Regions from separate parts of the Sus scrofa genome. Here all the other regions are linked to region 2. Evidence: chromatin contacts called from public Hi-C data. All regions are on one chromosome and are shown on one strand. Each heading gives the region's core, a stretch centred on a gene start, on an enhancer-like site or on the middle of the called end of the contact. The rest is flanking DNA. Distances are from core to core; before and after follow the strand shown. Region 1 overlaps LOC110262100 (rap guanine nucleotide exchange factor 6-like). Region 2 overlaps FNIP2 (folliculin-interacting protein 2). Region 3 overlaps LOC110262100 (rap guanine nucleotide exchange factor 6-like).

Region 1 (2,700 bases), core at 112-2,611, 300 kb before region 2:
CTGTTTCTATTCATTGCTATTTGCTTTCAAAGCAAATCAGCAGCAAATCACTGCTTCCCCTCAAGCATCCTTTACCACTTTCCCAACTACTGAATGCTTGACAGCAAAGCCTCAAGAAAACAGGAAGGAAAATATTGTCAAACAAGTTTTAGTACAAGTGGAACCATGAAAGTAAATTTATTTCTCAAATGAAAATGCCTATTACTTCCAAACAGAATTTATACCCTTTTCTCTCCAATTTTTAGTCATTAGCTTTGCAATCAACAATCATTTACCTAGTTTAGGGGAGGAAATGTACTTGTCTTTCCTTTTTTTTTTTTCTTTTTAGGGCCACACCCAGGGCATATGGAAGTTTCCAGGCTAGTGGTCAAATTGGAGGTGCAGCTGCTGGCCTACACCACAGCCACAGCAATGCTGGATCCAAGCCATATCTGCAGCCTATGCTGCAGTTTGCAGAAACACCAAATCCTTAACCCAATGAGTGAGGCCAGGGATCAAATCTACATCCTTACGATTACTAGTTGGGTTCCTAACCCACTGAGCCACAAGGGGAACTGTACCTGTCTTTCTTAACATAGGGTGACAGCATTATTACTAATTCTGATTTACGTCAAGTAAAAATGTGTTCTGTCAGATGCAAGAATGGTGTAAGTTTTTTATTAACAAGTAATAAAACACTGAAATACCAAGAAGAAAAAATGAAATACCTTGTAAACTTATTTGAATCTGCTCTTGCACTTATGATGTTCCCTTTATCACCAAAAGGTTGGTCAAGGAAAATGAATTCTAGAAAAGCAGGAAATCAGGGTTGATCACCACTTACTAACTAAGCCTATGGTCAGAGCTGTGCAAAGATGCTCGGCCACACAAACAACGATCATTCTGTAGTTGTTACCTTGGTGCAAAGTACAACAAAGGCTGTCACGGTCCGGATTAACTGTGATGCAGAGAGTAGAACAAATATTCCCTGGCTTGTCACTGATTCCGTATCTGTTCATTTTGAAGGCAAATGACTATGGACAAAATTAACACAGGGTTTGTAAACTCAGCTTTCCTGGCTCTGATCTTCAAATACACATGAAGTGAAAGACACCCAGAGTCCAAGGTAGATAGATACTGTGACAGTAAATGTACTGGCCCCTGAACACTCCCAGACTTCCTTCACATCAGGAAGACCTCGGCAAAGAGCTGAGGAAGTCAGGCTGAGAAACTGGCCCTCTCAACCACTCCCACTTACTGGGTGATTCCAGCTGCCTGCTGGACAAGCTGTTTCTCCCCCTTTATTGAAAAGTTCAAATGGTAACTCACCAGAGCTGTTTTGGCTTGAGCAGATATTTGCAGAGAATGATCAAACATTTACTGGATTTGGTGAGTGTTGACAACATGCCATGCCAAACAGGAGTCATGATGGCTTTATTACTGAGTTGTCTCTTTTAAAGATGTATGCCCAGAGAAAGACAAATATCATTTGATACCACTTATACATGGAATCTAAAATGAACTTATTTGTAAAATAGAAATAGATTCACAGACATAGAAGACAAACTTATGGACACCAAAGGGAAAAAGAAGGGAGGAATAAATTAGAAGTTTGGGATGAAAAGATACACACTACTATAGATAAAACAGATAACCAACAAGGATATAGCCCAGGAAACTCTATAATCTTATAACCTATAAGGAAAAGAATCTGAAAAAGAATAGATATACATGTATAACTGAATCATTTGCTGTACACCTGGAACTAATGCACATTGTAAATCAACTATACTTCAATAAAAATTAAAATATTCATGCTTTACAAAAATAAACTAATTAGAACTAAGAATACAAAAACACTGAGTCTCATTTTAAAGATGTTTTGGAAAGAGCCACAAGCCAGGAAATCCTCCCCTCCACCTCTCCTCATTCCTGTACCCCAAGGTTGGTTTCTGGTCTGAAAATTCCCTATTGTGAGATGCCACCAAAAAATCTGTTTTACTTAATCAGCCAGAAAATTCTCCTGACTTCATGAGAAACGGCCAGGCTCCCCGCTCAGTCTCTCATTCGCAGAGAGGCATCAGGCAGGCAGTGTTTCAACAGGAGGCACACCTTGCCTCCCCTCCAGCTCTGCAAACACTCCCCTCAGTGCAGCTGCCACCTGGTGGCTCCGTGCAGGCCTAGCGATGGCTGTGTGTTTTCTAAGAAAAGGTGAAGGAGGAGAACCTAGCAGCAACAGCACTGAACTTTTCCACACTTAGAGGGAAGCAGAATGAATCTGAGATCTCACTTGCAGACATACGGGCAATGTGGCAGGCTAACAGAAGCTGACTAGTATAATAACAGTTATTATTAATCCTATTACCTAGGACTCACCCTGGGAGTTGATTCCGTCTAGTGGTTCTCAAGCTCTGATGAGCATGTGACTCACCTAGAATGCCAGTCAAAACTGTGTGGTCCCAGGCTCCCCGGGACCGGTCCTCTGGCAGCAGATCCATCACTTCACCTTCTAAACAACAACCTGGGTCGCTCTTATGTACAGGGCTTGTCAAGTTAAAATCAAACCCCAACAGGAACAAATGGCAGAAAAAACTACAATCCTGTCCTTACTGATGTGACTAGTTGCATCTGCTTTATTCACTCATGTCATTTTAATTTTTCTCAAAATAGTTGTCTTATGTTTTAAAATTATGAGCTAAGGCATCCCACCGAGGGTTGCTG
Region 2 (2,700 bases), core at 158-2,657:
TAAATTTTTTTCTAATGATGTTTTTATTTTTGATATAAAATAAGTCTTTCAGATAAACCAAGAAAAAAATGTCTACATAATCCCATTCAGTAAACAAACAAATAAGAAACAAATTTAAAAGAAACTGAGATCCAGACTAGCTTCAAGTATCTGATATGGTAACAAAAGTGTGGATGATGTAAAGCTATTTAAAAATTAACTCAGAGGAGTTCCAGGGTGGCTCAGTGGGTTAAGGATCTGGCAATGTCACTGCTGTAGCTGTGGTTACTGCTGGGGTGCAAGTTTGATTCCTGACCTGGGAACTTCCATATGCTATGGCACAGCCAAAAAAAAAAAAAAAAAATTAACTGGATAAAATTGCAATCATGATTGTCTTCTTCCATCCAGGAGGCACACTATACATGTCAAATGTTCAGGGGTAAGTAAAAAGACACACCATTTCTCTCCATCCCAGGACATTAAAGCCCAAGTCCTTCTGGAAGACTGCACTTGACTTTTTTTTGGAGGGGGGGGGGCCCTGCACCTGGGACATGAGGAAATTTCTGCGCCAGGAGTCAAATCAGAGCTTCAACCTACACCACAGCAACACTGGATCTGAGCTGCATCTATGACCTACACTGCAGCTCACTGCAACATGGGATCCTTATCTCACTGAGGGAGGCCAGGGATACAACCTGCCTCCTCATGGGCACTATGTCGGGTCCTTAACTTGCTGAGCCACAAGGGGAACTCCTGCAGTTGCCTTTTAAGTGGAGACTCAGAAGAGGGTGAAGGATTCTACTGTCATCATCCCAAGAAGGAGGTCTGGTGGGGAAAAGGAATGTCCCCTGAAAGATACGGTGCTTCAACCACTAAGCAATGTTGGTTCAGTAACTGTGCGCTACCTGCATCAGCAACTCTGACAACTGACTGAAACCAGACAGGGCCAGGAAGCGACTGATCGAGCCGAGGCCAAAGGGTACGAGTGTGGCCACTGACAAACATGCTTGAACACAAGCTCCTTGGTAACTGGGCAGTGGTGGACAAAGCATGTTAACCAGTAAACAGTGCCCCAGGGCAATAGGGTGAAAGCTGACACAGTCAAGGCAAGGGCCTAAAGCAACCAAATTCCTTGAAACTGATCCAAGTACAAGCACTTCCCCACCAACTCCTTTGACACAGGCTTGGTGCCCCATGTGTGCAAAAATCGACAGCACAAAAGCCTTCCTGGCCCCAAGCTGAGAGAAGCAGGCGTGGGCAGGTATACAGACAGACGCCCCTCATGGCCAGCATGCACGGGCACAGCTTCCTGACCTCAGTCACCAAAGGAAAACATGCCTGGCTTCCACGGGTCATTCTGTCCCTGTCGCTGCCCTGGTGCCTTTTGCCACTTTGGCTGCCAGGCCTAACTTCCTCCTGTTAACTTCCTCCTCATTTCCCCTTGGACAATGAACTTTCCTGGCTAAATCCTGCAAGGCCCACCCTCCCTGAGTCTTGGGAGGTACCAGGGCCAGTCAGATGCTTCCTCCCTAAAGCAGGGAGCCAAGGACACTCAGGGCCACTGTGTTCCTACCCAGAGAGCAACTCGGAGGTACCTTGTTTCCCACCTACCCCAAGCCTAGTTCTTCAGCCTTCTTACCATTTTTAAGAATCCCTACTTTCCCTCCATTTAAATGAACACAATTTGGGAGTTCCCATTGTGGTGCAGCAGAAACAAATCTGACTAGCATCCATGAGGATGGAGGTTTGATCCCTGGCCTCGATCAGTGGATTAAAGATCCACTGTTGCCGTGAGCTGTGGTGTAGGTCACATACTCGGCTCAGATCTGGTGTTGCTGAGGCTGTATTGTAGGCTGGCAACTGCAGCTCAGACTCAACCCCTAGCCTGGAAACTTCCATATACCTCGGGTGCAACCTTAAAAAATATACTTTTTTTTTTTCTATTGAAAAGAATAGCAAACAGCAAATCAGACAAAGCTGACTGGGCCAATACTTAAGCATTTGTTCAAATAATCCTTTTTTTAAAAAATCTTTCTATGGCTGCACTTGCAGCAGATGGAAATTCCTGGGCCAGGAGTTGAATTGGAGCTGCGAACTTCTGGCAACCTAGGATACTTAACCCACTGATTGAGGTAAGGGATCAAACCCAAATCCTCACAGAGACAATGCTGAGTCTATAAGTGGCTGAGCCACAATGGAAACTCCTCAAATAATCTTAAACATGAGAAATAAAATAATATGACAAAGCAGATTCTTGAATTAATGAAGCCCAGTTTTCCAAGGATGGGTCTCACTTTCTTAGACTTGTTAACCAAATAGTATGGATGCTCATACACATAATGACCCCAAATTTCATTGTCCCCAAAAGGTTTTTGGACCCCTCACTCCTACTCTCCTTATGCAGACATATACACACTCTCCAAAATTGAAAGCAAAGACGGGGCTGCAATGACTTCCCTTTACAAGTTCCTGCAAATTCTTGCCCATGTGTCCTGAATTCACAGCAAGATTAAAATGGCTCACCATCAATGTACCTGGTCCTTATGAGCAAAGAAAAGGAAATGTGGACATATAAAAAATCTGTACTTCGGGAGTTCCTGTCATGGCTCAGCAAAAATGAATCAGACTAGTATCCATGAGGACGCAGATTCAATCCCTGGCCTCGCTCAATGGGTTAAGGATCTGGCGTTGTCGTGAGCTGTGGTGTAGGTTGCACTTGCA
Region 3 (2,712 bases), core at 150-2,649, 280 kb before region 2:
GAAGGAAGAGTCCAGAAGCCCTGGCTGAGCCTGGACACAAACCGAGCATGTGCGTGGACCCTCACTGCACCATCAGACTCAAGAAGCAGGTTTCTCTCCTGAATGTGTGCAGCCACATAAATAAAACACCTTCATCTCATATAATCAGAATGTTCTGAGAGAGGGCCAGCTGAAAGGCATGTCACTGAAGCAACAGGAACCAAGGAACATATGACCTGCATGATCATGACCTTCATGAACCAAGGAACGTATGCCCGTGCAGCCGTTTTGTGTATTTCAGAGATTTAGCTAGACTTCGGGCTTCTAAAGTGAAGTTCACAATCACATCCACAGTTTCTTCTGTTACTCTTAGTTGGCTCAAAAGAAACTTGTTTTCCCAGCCTGTACCGCAAGGAGCCGGCAAGCCCTCGGAGCAGACAGGGTCACTGTACACAGAGCTGTTGCCTAGAAGGCAGTTTCATTTACCTAGAATAGATGGCTTTACAGCTGGATGCACCTCACCCTGAGGTCCCTTCTTAGGAATGAATGGAAAGAATGTTTAGAAATTTATGTCTAGAAGGCAGGGGGCAATCTCTGCTCTCAGCCCATCCCGGATGAAGGAAGACGGAGCAGAGGCCCCAGGACAGGCCAGCTCTGTGACTCTGTGGCTGGGCTTCCCCTCAGTAAGGAGCCCAGTGACCACATGCTGGGTTTACCTAAGCTTAAGAGGTGGCCAGTAAGGCAAGAGGAAGACACGCTCTTCTCCTCACTCCCAGGGGCAAGGTGGACCAAGCCATATTTTAAAAGAGGCAAATGGGGCCTTTTGAATCTTCCTATCAATTTTTTCTACCCTCTCCCCAGGCATCCAGTGACCCTGCTTCACTCCCACCCTAGGCACCCTGTCCTGGGCTAAAAGCTAAAGGAAGACAATCTGAACACACAGGGGAGTGGGACCTGGAACATTCCCCAGGGAGCTGGGCATGTGCGTTTCCTGGGTGCAAACAAACCTCTAGGCAGTCGGAGATTCCTGCCCACCCCTGGCGCTTGTCCATTTCCCAACCCTCCTCTCCCCTCCTGGTTGGCCTTTATTAAAATAACCTCTGAGCAGGCATGGAATTGCCTTCACCCAGCAAGAAAAGGCAAAGGCAGAGGAGGTGCTAAAGAGTCCTGCTCTCCAAACAGACCAGAAATCTGGCCCTGCTGCCCAAGCAGCGTCCCCAAGCAAGCTTCCCCTTTAGCCAAGGAGTTACATTCTTAGATAGATTTTTCTCTCTTTCTCTCTCCTCCTCCCTCTTTCCCTCCCTCCCCCCCCTTCCCTTCCCCCCTCCCCCTCCTTCCCTCTCCCCACTCAAACAAGAGACACTCACAGTGCCATTTCAACAAACTAGAGTATAGGGGAAAAACAAAACAAAACAAAACCCTGAATCATTCTGACTACAGACACTTTGATCTGCAAACAACCTTCTAACCTTTCCACTGTACCTCCTAACACAAAGCCCACAAGACCATTGCTACTTTAAAGCCTCCTGAAAAAGGTAGGCTATTTTCCTCCCAAATTCTCTAGGGTTGGATACAAACAGGAACATGTTGCTTTAACCAGAAGGGGCATCTTTCAGAACAATAGGCCTTTTCTAGGAAGGACATCCTTTTTTCAAAAATAGATGTGATGTGAAGGCAGAGAAAAGTCATAAAACCACTGTGGCCCAGTAGTTGACCAACTAGAATGCAGTTTTCATGAAAAAGACTTTTTTTTTTTTTGCCCCAATGTAAACTATGTATTGAAACTCAAAACCATCCTCTGAGAGTTCCTACTGTGGCTCAGCAGTAAGGAACCTAACTAGTAGCCTTGAGAATGCAGGTTCAATCCCTGGCCTCGCTCAGTGGGTTACGGATCCAGCGTTGCCATGGGCTGTGTGTAGATCACAGATTCGGCTCAGATCTGGCATTCCTGTGGCTGTGGCGTAGGCCAGGGGCTGCAACTCTGATTTGACCCCCAGCCTGGGAACCTCCATATGCCATGGTGTGACCATTTAAAAAAAAAGAAAAAGAAAAAAAAATGCAGCCTCTAAGTTCTTTAGGAGAACTGCCTCTTCACAGCCTACCAGAGATCTCTGCTCAGGCTGGGGCTATGAGTAAGTACAGGCCAGGTCTAGCAGGAAAGAAGTTGGGAGAGCCCTCCACCTAGGTACCTTCTCTAATACCTCCTCAGAGACTCACTCAGTGCATAGTCGGCACCAGAGCAAACCAAGAATTCACTGGAAACTGGGGTTTCATTTCCCTTCTTTACCTGTCTGGGGACTAGCTAACAACCTTCTGTGTATTTTAACATGGTCTTTGAAAAGCTGAGAGAGGAAAACCATCCCTCACTGTGCCCACATAACAGACTCTCTGTAAATGGGGGGGCAGGGCATATTTTGCACTATAGCATGAGGGAAAAAAAGATCCTTTTCCTTTAAAGTGAGTTCTGTCTTACATATAAAGCTATGTACTTAAACCGTAATCAGACACAGTAAGGTGGTCAGAGGTACAACCTTCCAGTTATACGACAATTTTTTTTAAAACAAGAATTAAGGTTGTGGGGAGTTCCCTGGTGGCCTAGCAGTTAGGACTTGGTACTTGTACCCCTGCAGCCTGGGTTCAATCCCTGGTCTGGGAACTGAGATCCTACACTAGGCTGTGGCATACCATAGGCAAAAAAAAAAAAAAGAAGAAGAGGCAGAAGTAATGTTGATT

Evidence for each region. A called contact is a pair of places that touch in the nucleus more often than the background predicts.
Region 1: a Hi-C map of liver shows a contact between it and region 2, with 5 times the contacts expected there. The contact joins two enhancer-like sites. A contact is called at or near these places in 8 of 47 Hi-C or Micro-C datasets (embryonic fibroblasts, epiblast stem cells, heart right ventricle and 4 more) and 1 of 2 datasets of contacts at active chromatin or transcription factors (alveolar macrophages).
Region 3: a contact with region 2 is called in a Hi-C map of fetal liver, with 1.5 times the contacts expected there. The contact joins two enhancer-like sites. A contact is called at or near these places in 10 of 47 Hi-C or Micro-C datasets (brain, embryonic fibroblasts, epiblast stem cells and 7 more) and 2 of 2 datasets of contacts at active chromatin or transcription factors (alveolar macrophages and skeletal muscle).

Annotation. Positions count from the first base shown.
Region 1 is chr8:48,123,417-48,126,116 of Sscrofa11.1, reverse strand. The region is part of intron 3 of LOC110262100 (rap guanine nucleotide exchange factor 6-like); the gene reads right to left. Among named protein-coding and RNA genes, the nearest start is that of RAPGEF2, 59 kb to the left of the region's middle. Within about 2 kb of position 1,361, at least 4 of the 83 cell types and tissues checked have an H3K27ac peak or open chromatin away from gene starts, as enhancers often do. A contact at or near this core is called in liver, where this site is marked.
Region 2 is chr8:47,825,063-47,827,762 of Sscrofa11.1, reverse strand. The region is part of intron 15 of FNIP2 (folliculin-interacting protein 2); the gene reads right to left. Among named protein-coding and RNA genes, the nearest start is that of FNIP2, 120 kb to the right of the region's middle. Within about 2 kb of position 1,407, at least 13 of the 83 cell types and tissues checked have an H3K27ac peak or open chromatin away from gene starts, as enhancers often do. A contact at or near this core is called in fetal liver and liver, where this site is marked.
Region 3 is chr8:48,104,913-48,107,624 of Sscrofa11.1, reverse strand. All of the region lies in intron 1 of LOC110262100 (rap guanine nucleotide exchange factor 6-like), which reads right to left. Among named protein-coding and RNA genes, the nearest start is that of RAPGEF2, 77 kb to the left of the region's middle. Within about 2 kb of position 1,399, at least 6 of the 83 cell types and tissues checked have an H3K27ac peak or open chromatin away from gene starts, as enhancers often do. A contact at or near this core is called in fetal liver, where this site is marked.